Linked DNA regions of Mus musculus: regions 1 and 3 are each linked to region 2. A link is a contact called in public promoter capture Hi-C data. All regions are on one chromosome and are shown on one strand. The core of a region is the stretch at or near the end of the contact, and the rest is flanking DNA. Distances in the headings are between cores, read along the strand shown. Region 1 overlaps Usp48 (ubiquitin specific peptidase 48). Region 2 has its middle 9.8 kb from the start of Gm52681. Region 3 overlaps Hspg2 (perlecan (heparan sulfate proteoglycan 2)).

Region 1 (4,152 bases), core at 1,230-3,729, 230 kb after region 2:
AGTGTAGCACAGGTGAGTCTGGAGCTTGGCATCTTCCTGCCTTGCTCACTGCTGCAGTTACAAGTGCGCAGTGCACCTTCCTGAGCACACAGCCCAGGCTGTCATGAACTTACAGTCTTCCTGCCTCTACCTCCCATACACTGAGGTTATCGGTGTGTGCCTCCACACTTGGCAATAAATGCTTTGATGTAGCTTTAGTGTGTTAATATTGTCTCCTGTCTTAACCTGGAAAGCCCTTGAATAACTAGTCTAGTTTCCAAATGTTAAAGAGTTCTTCCTTTGATTCATTTCCAGGGTCTAGAATTACATATAGTGACAGTGCAGACAAGCAAAGACAAGCAGGTATTGACTGTAATGAGACTTCTTAAACATCAACGTGTGTCTCATGTAAGGTTTCTGTTCAGAGAGGGTGGTGAGACAAATGACAAATGACACACACGTGATACTTCTTAGAGCTCGTGGGATGTGTAAATAAATATTCACATTTAGAAAAAGCAAATTTTATTGGCTTATTATAATTTTATTTATTCATTCATTCATTTTGAGACGAGGTTTCTCTGTGCCCTGGTTGTCCTAGAACTCTGCTTTATAGATCAAGCTGGCCTTGAACTCCTGGGTGAGATCCAACTGCCTCTGCTTACTGAGTGCTGGTATTAAAGGGGCATGTCACCACTCTTCTCTTCTCTCCTCTCCCTCTCCCTCTCCCTCTCCCTCTCCCTCTCCCTCTCCCTCTCCTCTTCTCTATTGACATTCAGGGTTTCTGTGTGTAGCCCCGGGTGTCTTGGAACTCATTGTAGACCAGGTTGGCCTCAACTCTTTTCTTTTTTCAGTAAAGTCACAGGACAGTTCCTCCCCCTAAAGTTCTGATCTTTCTTTGTTCATTGTCCCCAGTGTTGGGATCACAGCAGGCTTCTTTCATAACTCTTCAAAATCATTAGCTGTCATTGATTGAGGTTTTCCCTTCTAAGGGAAGGAAAAGCAGCCCTCCCTTCCCCGCACAGCTGTGCAGGCCGCCGCCGTGGGGTCTGATTTTAGAGTGATCTCAAGTTTCCTTTAAGCTGCTTTGACCTGTGAACCACACCAGCCAGACCAGTAACTCTCTGTTCCTTTTGATTAGATGAATCAAAGGAAGAAAAGAAAGAAGAGGAGGAGGAATTAAATTTTAATGAAGACATTCTGTGTCCTCATGGTAAGCCCGAAGCTTGAGTCTGTTGTCAGTTTTGCATCAGCTCGACAGGTCTTGTTCTACACGTCCACTGAGGTTGTAACCCTAATGGTTTGTTTAGATTTTTAAGTTAGAGTTTTGTCATATATATAGTCCTGTACCTCCCACGTGCTGGGGTCACAGGTATGGGTCAGAACACCTTCCTGAAAGTTCTTTATCGAATATTTGGGAACTTAACAATAGCTCTCACAATGCCAGTCTGAAGTCCAAATGCATTTTTCTGTTAGGTAGGTTTTACCCCACTGTTGTAGGAGTCAGTGTGGGTCGTGGGAAGTGTCGCTGCTCAGTGCTGTCTCTGTTCACTACAGAGCCTGAGCTCTGGAAGTTAAGCACACTTGTGGGGGCTTAGGGCTGCTGTTGCTTTCCTTTCCTTCTTTGGGAAGTACAGAGCTGGTTTCACTGCTGAACTGCGTGCAGGAAGAGGGCTCAGCAAACCTGCGTTCAGTGTAGAACTTACTTCAGCCATTTCTGTTCTATCTTGTGTCCCCATCCTCAGGGCAGAGGATGAGTCGTGTCAGCCTTGTGGCTTAGGTTTTATGTGTGTGGTTAGAAGGGACGTTGATTATAGGACAGAGGCTGACAATTAACCATCTGGTAGATTAAGGGTGATATGTCCTTTTCTGCTCGTTCATGGCTCATTCTTTGTAGTCTAAGCTTACACCGAACTTGGGGAGCATCTATGTCAGTTTTTACAGAGCTGGATTCAGGTGTGTGATGTGTCTGAAGGGCTTGCAGGGGAACCTCTTTTGCTGGGTGTGGTGGAGCAACCCTCTAATCCCAGCACTCAGGTGGCAGTCAGCTGAATGGTGATCTCTATTAGATGCAGACCATCCTGGTCTACACAGAGATTCCTAAACTAACCAAGGCAGTACCATAGGTTGTCAAATCAAATCTTTTTTGAAACTGAGCTCTGGCTCAGTTTCAAGCTTAAATTAATCCCCTTGCCTCAGTCTTCTAAGTGTACAACGCTGGTTAAGATTGAGTTTTTGAATCTCATTTTAACCTCTATGTCCTTTGCCATGCCTGTAGCATAGTAGATCTGTTTTTAGAAAATCTTTTCAACACACATCTCTGTATGAGTGAGTGTGTATGAGCACAGGTGTCTGCCGAGGCCAGAGGCATTGCAGCCCTTGGAACTGGCTAGGCTGGAAATCAAGCTCCAGTCCTCTGCAGAAATAGTATGTTCTTAAGCTTCCGGTAAGGGGCATGATTCCATGCAGGGCTTAGGTCGTCTTCCCCTTCAGCTTTTACATGATTCACAGGGGTTGGACTCCGGTTTGGCAGGCTTCCATGTATGGCGGGCGTCTTTTCTGCCGAGCTGTCTTGCCTGTCTCTTTGGTTCCTTCTTAAGAGACTTTTGCCAACTTAGAGTAATTTTTCTTGTGTGGTGTACATGTATATGTGGGTATACTTCTGTGTGTGATATGTCTATAAATGAATGCACATGTAGTAGGAACCAGAGGACAACCATGGGCATCTTTCACTTTTATTAAAAGTGGCTGCTGGAGAGATGGCTCTGCAGTTAAGAGCACTTGCTTTTGCAGAGAGATACAGGCTTGGTTCCAGTCACTCACATGGTTGCTGGAAATGCTTTAGAACTCTCTGTGACTCCAGTTCTAAAGGTCCCAGTGATCACTTCTTGCTTTCATGGGCAACAACCACACATGCGTTGCACAAATATACATGCGGGCAAAACACCATGCACATAAAATAAAAGTCGGTCTTAAAATAGAGATGCTTGGGCTGGCGAGATGGCTTAGCAGGTAAGAGCACTGACTGCTCTTCCTAAGGTCCTGAGTTCAAATCCCAGCAACCACATGGTGGCTCACAACCACCTGTAATGGGATCTGATCCCCTCTTCTGTGCATCTGAAGTCAGCTACAGTGTACTTATGTACAATAATAAATAAATCTTTTTTTTTTAATAGAGATGCTTTCTCTTTTTTTAAAAGTCTTTACTGTTGTGCTAGGCTGTCTGGCTAGCTAGTTCAAGCAGATCTCTGCGTCCCCTGTGCTGTGGTTGCAGTGTGTGACATCACTCCCAGGCTCTGTTTTACATAGGCTCTGGGAACAGCTTAGTCAGCAAATCCTTGATGAAGTGAGCTATTTCCCTGATGACCCCCTCGAAGCTTTAAGTGTTTTGTAGATGCCAGTTCTTCTTTGTAGTCTTCATATAGAGTATTCAGGTCAGTCATGGCTACATGATTGAGACAAAGAAGAGGAACAAATGATATTGATTGACCACTGAGAAAAATTGAGTTTTAAAGGGTCCATTTTGGTGGCTGGAACTTGAGCTCGGTGGGGGAGGAGCACCTCGAGGTTGTGGTGTGTGCTGCTGAGCTGGCAGTGGTGCTAACTCTATTGGAAGGGTTGACTAGAATTATCCTTTCTGATTTTTATCAAGTGCTGTGTTTTGTGTTTAATGTGTATGGGTGTTTTGCCTGGATGTGCACTACATGTGAGCATCATTGTTTATGCTAGAAGGGAACCTTGGATCTTCTGGAATTCATTACAGATAGTTGTGAGATGCTTTGTGAGTGGTGGAAACTGAACCTGGGTCATTTGCAAGAGCAACAAGGGCTCTTATCCACTGAACTAGCTCTAGCCCCATTGAATCATTCTTATCTTTTTTAAAAAAATTTATGTACTTATTTCATATATATGGGTACACTGTAGCTGTTTTCAGACACACCAGAAGAGGGCATCAGATCCCATTACAGATGGTTGGGAGCCACCATGTGGTTGCTGGGAATTGAACTCAGGACCTCTGGAAGAGCAGTCAGTGCTCTTAACCTCTGAGCCATCTCTCTAGCCCCTGGACTGTATCTCCAATTTTTTCTTAATTTTGGGGTGAGGGGGTGCTATCCTAATGTAAAAACAATAATTAAGGAAGTGGTTCTCTCCTGCCTCTTTACATAGTTCCCTGGG
Region 2 (4,313 bases), core at 984-3,483:
TCTCTTTAACTACTGTACTGGGGATAGTGGCAAGCCTCATTGCAGGATCTAGGCTCAAACCCTGAAAACTTCGCTGACATTTGGGGCTTTGAGCCGAGTTATAAGCCCTACTGGTGGGACCCACCAAGGGTGGGCTGTCTTCCTTTCTCCGCTGTGTGTGATACACAATATCAATAGATGCTTGTGCCCATTAAATTTAACTATAGACAAAAGTTCTAAATACAGAGAAGTGGACAGGGCCAGCAAAAGAACAGCAGCCGTGGAAGAGAAGAAACAAAGGAGGAAGTTTGAAAACCAGGGCTGGAGAGATGGTTCAGTGGTTAAGAGCACCGGCTGCTCTTCCAGAGGTCCTGAGTTCAAATCCCAGCAACCACATGGTAGCTCACAACCATCTGTGGTGGGATCCGATGCCCTCTTCTGGTGTGTCTGAGACAGCTACAGTGTACTCACATACATAAATAATTCTTTTTAAAAAGAAGAGAAAAGAGAGTGAGTATGGCTGCGGGGTCGCGGCTCCGAAATCCGGCGCCATCCGCGCCCGGCGCGGGCAGGCTCGATGGCTCCCGCAAAGAAGGGTGGCGAGAAGAAGAAGGGCCGTTCTGCCATCAACGAGGTGGTGACCCAAGAATACACCATCAACATTCACAAGCGTATCCATGGAGTGGGCTTCAAGAAGAGTGCTCCTTGGGCACTCAAAGAAATTCGGAAGTTTGCCATGAAGGAAATGGGGACACCAGATGTGCTCATTGACACCAGGCTCAATAAAGCCGTCTGGGCCAAGGGAATAAGGAACGTTCCATATCCCATCCGAGTACGCTTGTCCAGAAAACGTAATGAGGATGAGGATTCCCCAAACAAGCTCTACACGCTGGTAACTTACGTGCCTGTTACCACATTCAAAAATCTACAGACGGTCAATGTGGATGAGAACTAACCTGCTCATGTCAAATAAAGTTGCAGAACTGCCAAAAAAAAAAAAAAAAAAAAAAGAAGAGAAAAGAGAAAATGAAAATCTCTTAAAGCAAAACTCTAAACACATAGCCAGTGTTGCTATTCTGAGAGTTTTGGGGAGCGGTAATAGAATTGTTGGATCCTGTTTTAGTCACTGTTCTATGACAGTGAAGAGACACCATGACTAAGGCAACTTACAAAAGGAAGGCATTTTTTAAAATTTTTATTTATATGAGAACACTGCAGCTGTCTTCAAACACACCAGAAGAGGGCATCAGATCCCTTTACAGATGGTTGTGAGCTACCACATGGTTGCTGGGAATTGAACTCAGAACCTCTGGAAGAGCAGTCAGTGCTCTTAACCACTGAGCCATCTCTCCAGCCCCCAAAGGAAAGCATTTAACTGGAGGCCTGCTAACAGTTTTAGAGGGTTAGTCCATGATCATCAGGGTGGGAAGTAGACAGGCATGATGTTGGAGGAGTATCGGGGAGTTTTATGTCCTTATCCATAAGCAGCAGGCGGGGGCAGGGAGGGAGGGAGAGGGCCCAAAGCCCACACCTCCAGTGACATACCTCATCCTACAAGGCCTCACCCCCTAATCCTTCCCAAACAGTTCCACTAACTGGGGATCAAGCATCCAATCCTAGGATTCTGTGGGGGCCATTCCCATTCAAACCCCCAGAGCTCCTTCATGATTGAAAGGATGAATTACTGAGTTGGGTGATTTTAATATGAATATAAACTTCCCATCCTCAGCTGTGGATTAGCAAGCATTACCACCCTGAGCCAACTCTAAAAGGAAAAGAAGTATTGATGCCACATTTTTCATTTCTTCGAACGGCAAATTGTTTCTTTTAATGATTTACAGAATAGAAGCAGAAAAAAAAAAGTTGACATTCTAATCTTGACTCATTAAAAACAGGTTATAAGAGATTTGAATTGTTGAGACTGGGGGAGACTGAAGACCAAGACAGGATTGTTGATGAAATCAAATTCTTGATTGATCCATTTGAAATGTAGGCAATTTCCTAACTCGCTGCTGCCAGTATGTGGTGAGAAATGTGTCTTAGCTGCTCCCAGCCTCCTTTGGGCTGGGTGCGGGTCCCTGGGGCCGCTGCTATGCCAACTGAGGCATTAGCTGTCTCCCTGACCTTTATTTTGAAGTCATTTGGGGGTGTTATCCAAGGACTCTCCTAGGTGGAGGAGGGTCAGCTTTGGCAGCACCTGTGGATGCATTCTGTCAGGCGTCATGGTCTGACTCAGTAAAACTGATTAAGGACGCCCTGACCTGGTTCTCAACTTCCTCAGCTTCACCCTGCCCCCTACCCCGCTGCCTTCTGACTCAGGCCCTTGCCAGACCAGTTGTTGGATTTTTCTTTTTTTTTTTTCCTTAAAGAGCTGGAAGAGGGTTTTTTTTGGGGGGGGGGGGCTTGAGATCCCAGGAATGACTTTAGAAGAAAACTGTGGGGCCGTATTCCATGCGCGCGGGGGCAGTGGATGGGAAGAGGAGGAAGGGGGTGGGAAATGTGAAAAATATTGTCGACACAGTCATCTTGGAGAATTAGGTCATTGGCAGAGCTGACAAACGCTGTCCCACCAGGGAGTCCCAGTTCTGGGAATACAGCCTAGGGAGTTCACACACATGTGCCCCTGAAGATATGTCCAAGGACATCCACCCAAGCACTGCTTGTGACCCCAGAAAGTTGGCCCAGCTTTAAATGCTCATCAAACAAGTCAGGGCAGAGAAAAATAACTTTTGTCTAAGGCATTCACCACAGGCCGGCAGCCATCGGGAGGCCACAATGCGGTGACACTCACTCAGCACAGCCAACAAACAAGTTAAAAGGGCTTTTTGAAAAATCCACTTACTGCCAGGCTGTGGTGGTACACGCCTTTAATCCCATCACTTGGGAGGCAGAGGCAGGCAGATCTCTGAGTTCGGGGCCAGCCTGGTCTGCAGAGAGAGCTCCAGGACAGTCAAGACTACTCAGAGAAGCCCTGTCTCAAAAACCAAAAATAACAACAACAACAACAAAATGATTTACTGTCTTTTATTGTTTAGTGATGCTTTTTTTTTTTTAAATCAAAATTGGTGCCGATTAGGTGTTCAGCTGGTGAAGTGTTTGGCATTCCTGCATGAGGTTCTGAGTTCAGTCCCTGGCACCCACATAAAAAGTTGAGTGTGGTAGTATACATTTATAATCATAGCACTGGGAAGACAGAGAGATGCTGATCTCAGGGTCTCGCTGGCTAAACCAGCTTAGCCTAATTGATGAGTCCTGGGTCCCAGTTTGGAACCCTGTCTCAAAGAACAAACGACAGCCATCGAGATGGCTCAGCAGATAAATATGGGGCTTGCTGTCAAGCTTGCCGACCTATGTTCAGTCCTTAGAACCCACAGATTGGAAGTCAAAAACCCATTTTCAAAGATGGTTCTCTGACCTCCACATGTGTGCTATGTAACTGGCACTCACAGACAGACAGACAGACAGACCTATATAAATAAATGTAACAACAATAACAATAACAAAACAGCAGGTGGATAGTACATTCAAAGTTGACTTCTTTTTTTTTTTTTTTTTAAAGATTTATTTATTTATTATATGTAAGTACACTGTAGCTGTCTTCAGACACTCCAGAAGAGGGAGTCAGATCTCATTACGGATGGTTGTGAGCCACCATGTGGTTGCTGGGATTTGAACTCCGGACCTTCGGAAGAGCAGTCGGGTGCTCTTACCCACTGAGCCATCTCACCAGCCCCTCAAAGTTGACTTCTGCCCTACACACACACACACACACACACACAAGGAAAGAAAGAAAGAAACCCCCCAAACCATATAGTACATTGTCTGTGGATATTTGTAAGTGTGATAAAATGTAGCACCCTAGATTAGAAAGATGAAACCCGGGGGCTGGTGAGATAGCTCAGCAGGTAAGAGCACCCGACTGCTCTTCCAAAGGTCCTGAGTTCAAATCCCAGCAACCACATGGTGGCTCACAACCATCCGTAATGAGATCTGATGCCCTCTTCTGGAGTGTCTGAAGACAGCTATGGTGTACTTAACATATAATAAATAAACAAATCTTTAAAAAAAAAAAAAGAAAGATGAACCCCAAGCTCCTCCGTTAGTTAGGGTAGGTAAAGTCCACACAGCTATAACAAACAATGTCCAGCACTACAGTGGCAGTGACAACTATTTCTTGATTGTGTCCATAAGTATCCATGAGGAGACAACGGTGCTCAGTTTGATGCCTCCTCCTCACTCTGGCACCAGGTTGACCGGCAGCCACTGGCTGCCACGACAGTGAAAAGGAGAGCCTAGCAAGACTCCCCATCTCTCTAAGCTTCATGTCAGCCAAG
Region 3 (4,473 bases), core at 1,511-4,010, 130 kb after region 2:
CCTTCTAGGAGTGAGAAGGCAGAGGGCACAAGGAGAGGATAGGGGACATCCACACAGGCATATGGGTGGCCCAGAACTGGGGAATGGGATGGGGAGGGCTCAGCCTGGGGCAAGGCAGAGCCTCAAGCCTCATGGGTGTCTTTCTGTCCATGTCTTCCTGTCCTCTACTTCTTCCTCTCCTCGTCCCCAGGTGAATGAGGCTCAGAGGCGGATGGATGCTGAGATCTGGCAGCTTCTTGCCAGCTTTGCTGCCCATCCCCAACCCCCTCCTCGTGGGCTGCACCCCAGCCCCCAGCTAGCTGCCGCTCTACGAGCAGGTCCCCCCTCCTCCTCTTCCTCTCCCTCCTCCTCTTCCTCCTCCTCCTCCACTTCTCTGTCTTCCCCAGCAGACTCTCAGGTATGTACCCCGTCACTCACTGAGGGGCCCGCCCACCATGCTTCCTAGACTCTAGCCATTTCCAAAGCAGTTTGCTATTCCATGAGACTCCCTGGACTATCATTGACTTCAGGCGCCACTTTAATCACACCAGATAGGGAGTCAATTATAGTTATCCTTATGGTTTGAGACAGTCTCACTTCAGCCCAGGCTGACCTCAAGTTCAGAATCCTGTCTTAGCCTCTCAAGTGCTGGGATACTAACCATGTCTGCCTGACACTTGGCTTTCTTTCTTTTTCTTTTATTCTTTCTTCTTTAGACAGGATCTCTCTACAGAGACCAGGTTGGCCTTGAACTTGTGTTCATCCTCCTGTCTTTGCCTCCAAAATATGGAGATTAAAGATACACACTATCATACCCAACCACTTTTTTTTTTTTGAGACAGTTCGCTGTAGCCCAGGCTGACTACTTTATAGCCAAGGGTGACCTTGAACTCCTGATCAACCTGCCTTATCTCCAAAGTCATGGGATAATAAATGTGTGCTACTATGCCCTCTATCCCATCTTTTGGATGGAAGCCAGGGCTTCATGCAAGTTGAGTAAAAGCTATGAGTTACATCCACAATCCTGTGGCTACATTGTTGTGTTTTCTGGCTACTTTTTTCTTTCCTTCTTTCTTTCTTTCTTTCTTTCTTTCTTTCTTTCTTTCTTTCTTTCTTTCTTTCTTTCTTTCTTTCTTTCTTTCTTTCTTTCTTTCAAGATAGGATCTTATTATGTAGCCAAGGCTGTCCTGGAACTTACCAGGATAGACCAGGCTGGCCTCAAACTCACAGAGACCCACCTGCATATTGCCTCCCAAATGCTGGGATTTAAAGGTGTGCACCTTCACATTCAGCTCCAGCTACATTTTTACATATATGTAAATACATACATACATACATACATACATACATACATACATACATACATAAGAAGAGCCACTGGAGTTTTAGGTGTTTACCATGTGCCCCACTGATCCTGGGGTCCTCCGGAAGGACACACCGTATTCAAGGCAAAACAAGACCATGCTTAGAAAGAACATCTAGAGGACCTGGGCCCATAGCAGGAAGCAGGTCACCCAGAGAGCATGGTGGGCGTGTGCTGTGGGGTTGGGTGGGTTCTGGGTCCCTGCTGGGGCGCCTGTACCCCATTCTTCCCTTCTATTCTTCTGATCTAGTTCTCACTTTCCTACGAGGGCTTCTCTCTGCTGCCTGGAAGCCTCTATTACTGGCAGCTGCCCCGAGCCTTCCTAGGGAACAAGGTAACCTGGAAGTGGAAGGGCCATGTGTGTGTGTGTGGGGGGGGTGTCAGGGGGTGCATTTATTAGGCACTTGCTGGGTGCTGTATTATCAGTACAGAGGCAATTACTGGGCTGGCCTTCCAGAACTCTTCACTGTTTTTACCAGTCCTGCACTCTGAATGTCGCTGTCTTTCTCTCGTGTGTGTGTGTGTGTGTGTGTGTGTGTGTGTGTGTGTGTGTGTGTGTACACTTGCATATGCACATGAGCCTCTGGAAGCTGGAGGACAACTCCCGCTGTTATTCTTTGTTTTTTTGAGACACAGTCTCTCACTGGACTGGAGCTTACCGGAGTAGGCTGGCCACTCACGGTGTCCCTGGGGTCACTCTTTTTGTCTCACCAGTATTAGAATGCCCAGGACTTTTTGGGGGGGGCAGTTCTCTGAGAAGCAAACCCAGGTCCCCACACTTGCACATAAACACTTTACCAACAGAGCCACCGCCACCATCCTGGGTGTTGTTACTGTTACCCTGACATTAACATTCAAGTTGATATGGCTCCTACCTTGCCTCCTTGTCCCCATGTGACAGAGAGAGCCTCTTCATATTGTGTATACCTTGGGATCAGGGCATTGACTTAGTGGTAAGTGGTAGAATGCTTAAGGCCCAGGTCTGGTCGCCAGCAGTTGGAGGAGGGAGGCAGGATTTGATTAACACGTGTAAGACTGCAATCAGCAGCCAGTCTAGGCCAAGCAGGTCCAGAGGAAGTGAGGTAAGAGTCTACCAGAATCTGGGTGGGTACCATAAGAAGGGGAGAGCCATTGGCCTTCAAGTGTGTTCTCTGCACTAAGATGAGTGTGTCCCTGTATGTGGCCTGAGCTATGTAATCCTCGAGGTGCCCTTTAAAGTATTTTTTCTCCTATCTGCAGGTGAGGGAAGTAGGGCTCAAAGTAAGCGTGTCCACAGTTGTCCAGACAGCAGAGCTGGCATCTCTAGACCTTGACTAACATCCTTGTGTGGCACACGCCTTCCACTTCCTAGAAAGCTGCTCCCAGATGACACTGTGAACTCACTGGCATCCAAAACAAACAGGAATCCAGTTGTTTCCGTTGTAATCTGGTTGTTCTAATAAGTTTCTTACCACACCCTGGGTTGTTAAGAGAATAGCCCTGGGGCCTATGTCACCCAGGGCCTGGCGTGTAGCCAACTGGTGTTTGATCAATATTCACCCACTGAATGAACGCACTTGAACCAGACAGACACTCTGTGCTGGGTAGTTTTCAGCCAGCTGTCTGCCCTGGTGATGAAGGAGAGGGAAGAAAGTCCAGGGGTCAGAGCTGGGACCTCAGCTGCCAGGGTGAATGAGCCCTTTACAAAACTAAACCTTCTAACCATGCCTACAGAGACACAAGTCCAGGTGGTTTGTCCACAATAAAGAACAAACAAATAAACAATAACAATCAAACAATAGAATGGCTCATGAAACCACAGGGTCCAAGGATGACAGCTGGATACAGACACTCATAGGGGGTTTTTTCTCATTGTGTTGCTTCTGGTCCCATGGGAGATAGGAGTTTCCCTGTCCCGAATGAAAGAGGTGTGCCAGGTGCACTGTCCTTTCCCCAGCTGGGAAGAGGAATACATGGCCACCTTGCGTCTGGTCACACTGGGACGGACCCCACCCATCTCCCTTCCTGATCTAGAACCGTGTTAATTGGGCAGGCTTGGCTGGCTTGCTCTCCACAGCAGATGGGAGGGACCCGTGCGTACCAGAAGGTTGTTATATAAAGAGAACAAGGAGGGGACTGGAGAGGTGGCTCAGAGGTTAAGAGCATTGACTGCTCTTTCAGAGGACCCAGGTTCAATTCCCAGCAACCACATGGCAACTCAACCCCCTGTAACTCCAGTGCCAGGGATCTAAGGCTTCTTTTGACCTCCACAGGCTTCCATACACTCATGGATTATTGTACTACACATACACACCTAAAATAAAGTAAATAATTTAAGAGAAAGAGAGAGAGAGAGAGAACAAGGATGTAGTTCACAGAAAGAAGGAAGTAAATTCTAGACAGATCCAAAGCCAGAAACCTAGGAGACGAGGCCTCCGAACCCATGCAGACCCCAAGCCCTGAGCTAAAATTTCTGATCTTGGCAGCGTCTCACTGCTATTACTCTTGTCATTTTATGGGAAATGCCTACACATAAAAAGGGACTCAGAGTTTGCTGACTGACTGTCAGGCAATGGAGAACGGGAGGGAAAGATGTCCTCTCATGAGGAAGGCTGGAGAGGAACTGAGAGGGCCTTTCAGCCTCTCTGTGGTGCGAGCTCTGGCCTTCTGAGGTTAGGGTGTGACACACAGGAGCAAGAGGCTCTGCCCCTTACCTGTGAGATCTTGTCCCTCCACAGGTGGCAGCCTATGGCGGGAAGCTGCGGTACACCCTCTCCTACACAGCCGGGCCACAGGGCAGCCCACTCTTGGACCCTGATATCCAGATTACGGTGAGCTCATTAGAATCCACCGTGGTCAGGCAGAAGAGTAAGTGGAAGCCACGGTCCCAATACCCAGCTAGCCAATGTGGTCTCCTTGCCACTGCATGGCTGGCTACTCCCAAGTTCTTAGCCTGGCTGCTGTCCATGGGCACAGTGGGCAGACGCATGAGCTTGGGGGTGTGGACGGACGAGAGTCCAAGTGGTTGGGAGAGCCTGGGGTTGGTGGGTACCCCTGCCCTAAGTACCCTTCCTAACCTTGCTGGTGTCTCTGCAGGGCAATAACATCATGTTGGTGGCTTCCCAGCCAGCACTACAGGGCCCAGAGAGGAG

The links. Capture Hi-C pulls out chosen DNA fragments and counts their contacts.
Region 1: a promoter capture Hi-C map of adipose tissue shows a contact between it and region 2. The contact joins two enhancer-like sites. A contact is called at or near these places in 1 of 115 datasets of contacts at active chromatin or transcription factors (pancreatic cancer cells) and 2 of 9 other capture datasets (adipose tissue and pancreatic islet).
Region 3: a contact with region 2 is called in a promoter capture Hi-C map of adipose tissue. The contact joins two enhancer-like sites. A contact is called at or near these places in 2 of 484 Hi-C or Micro-C datasets (embryonic stem cells and ventricular fibroblasts), 1 of 115 datasets of contacts at active chromatin or transcription factors (embryonic stem cells) and 3 of 9 other capture datasets (adipose tissue, liver and pancreatic islet).

What each region holds. Positions count from the first base shown.
Region 1 is chr4:137,627,057-137,631,208 of GRCm38.p6, forward strand. It overlaps Usp48 (ubiquitin specific peptidase 48), which reads left to right. Exons shown (of 27, transcript NM_001355588.1): 15 at 1,118-1,189. Among named protein-coding and RNA genes, the nearest start is that of Usp48, 35 kb to the left of the region's middle. Within about 2 kb of position 2,480, at least 26 of the 459 cell types and tissues checked have an H3K27ac peak or open chromatin away from gene starts, as enhancers often do. A contact at or near this core is called in adipose tissue and pancreatic cancer cells, where this site is marked.
Region 2 is chr4:137,394,743-137,399,055 of GRCm38.p6, forward strand. It overlaps the pseudogene Rpl31-ps10. Among named protein-coding and RNA genes, the nearest start is that of Gm52681, 9.8 kb to the left of the region's middle. Within about 2 kb of position 2,234, at least 45 of the 459 cell types and tissues checked have an H3K27ac peak or open chromatin away from gene starts, as enhancers often do. A contact at or near this core is called in adipose tissue and pancreatic cancer cells, where this site is marked.
Region 3 is chr4:137,524,746-137,529,218 of GRCm38.p6, forward strand. It overlaps Hspg2 (perlecan (heparan sulfate proteoglycan 2)), which reads left to right. Exons shown (of 97, transcript NM_008305.3): 34 at 4,060-4,152; 35 at 4,418-4,473. Among named protein-coding and RNA genes, the nearest start is that of Mir7018, 11 kb to the right of the region's middle. Within about 2 kb of position 2,761, at least 14 of the 459 cell types and tissues checked have an H3K27ac peak or open chromatin away from gene starts, as enhancers often do. A contact at or near this core is called in adipose tissue, where this site is marked.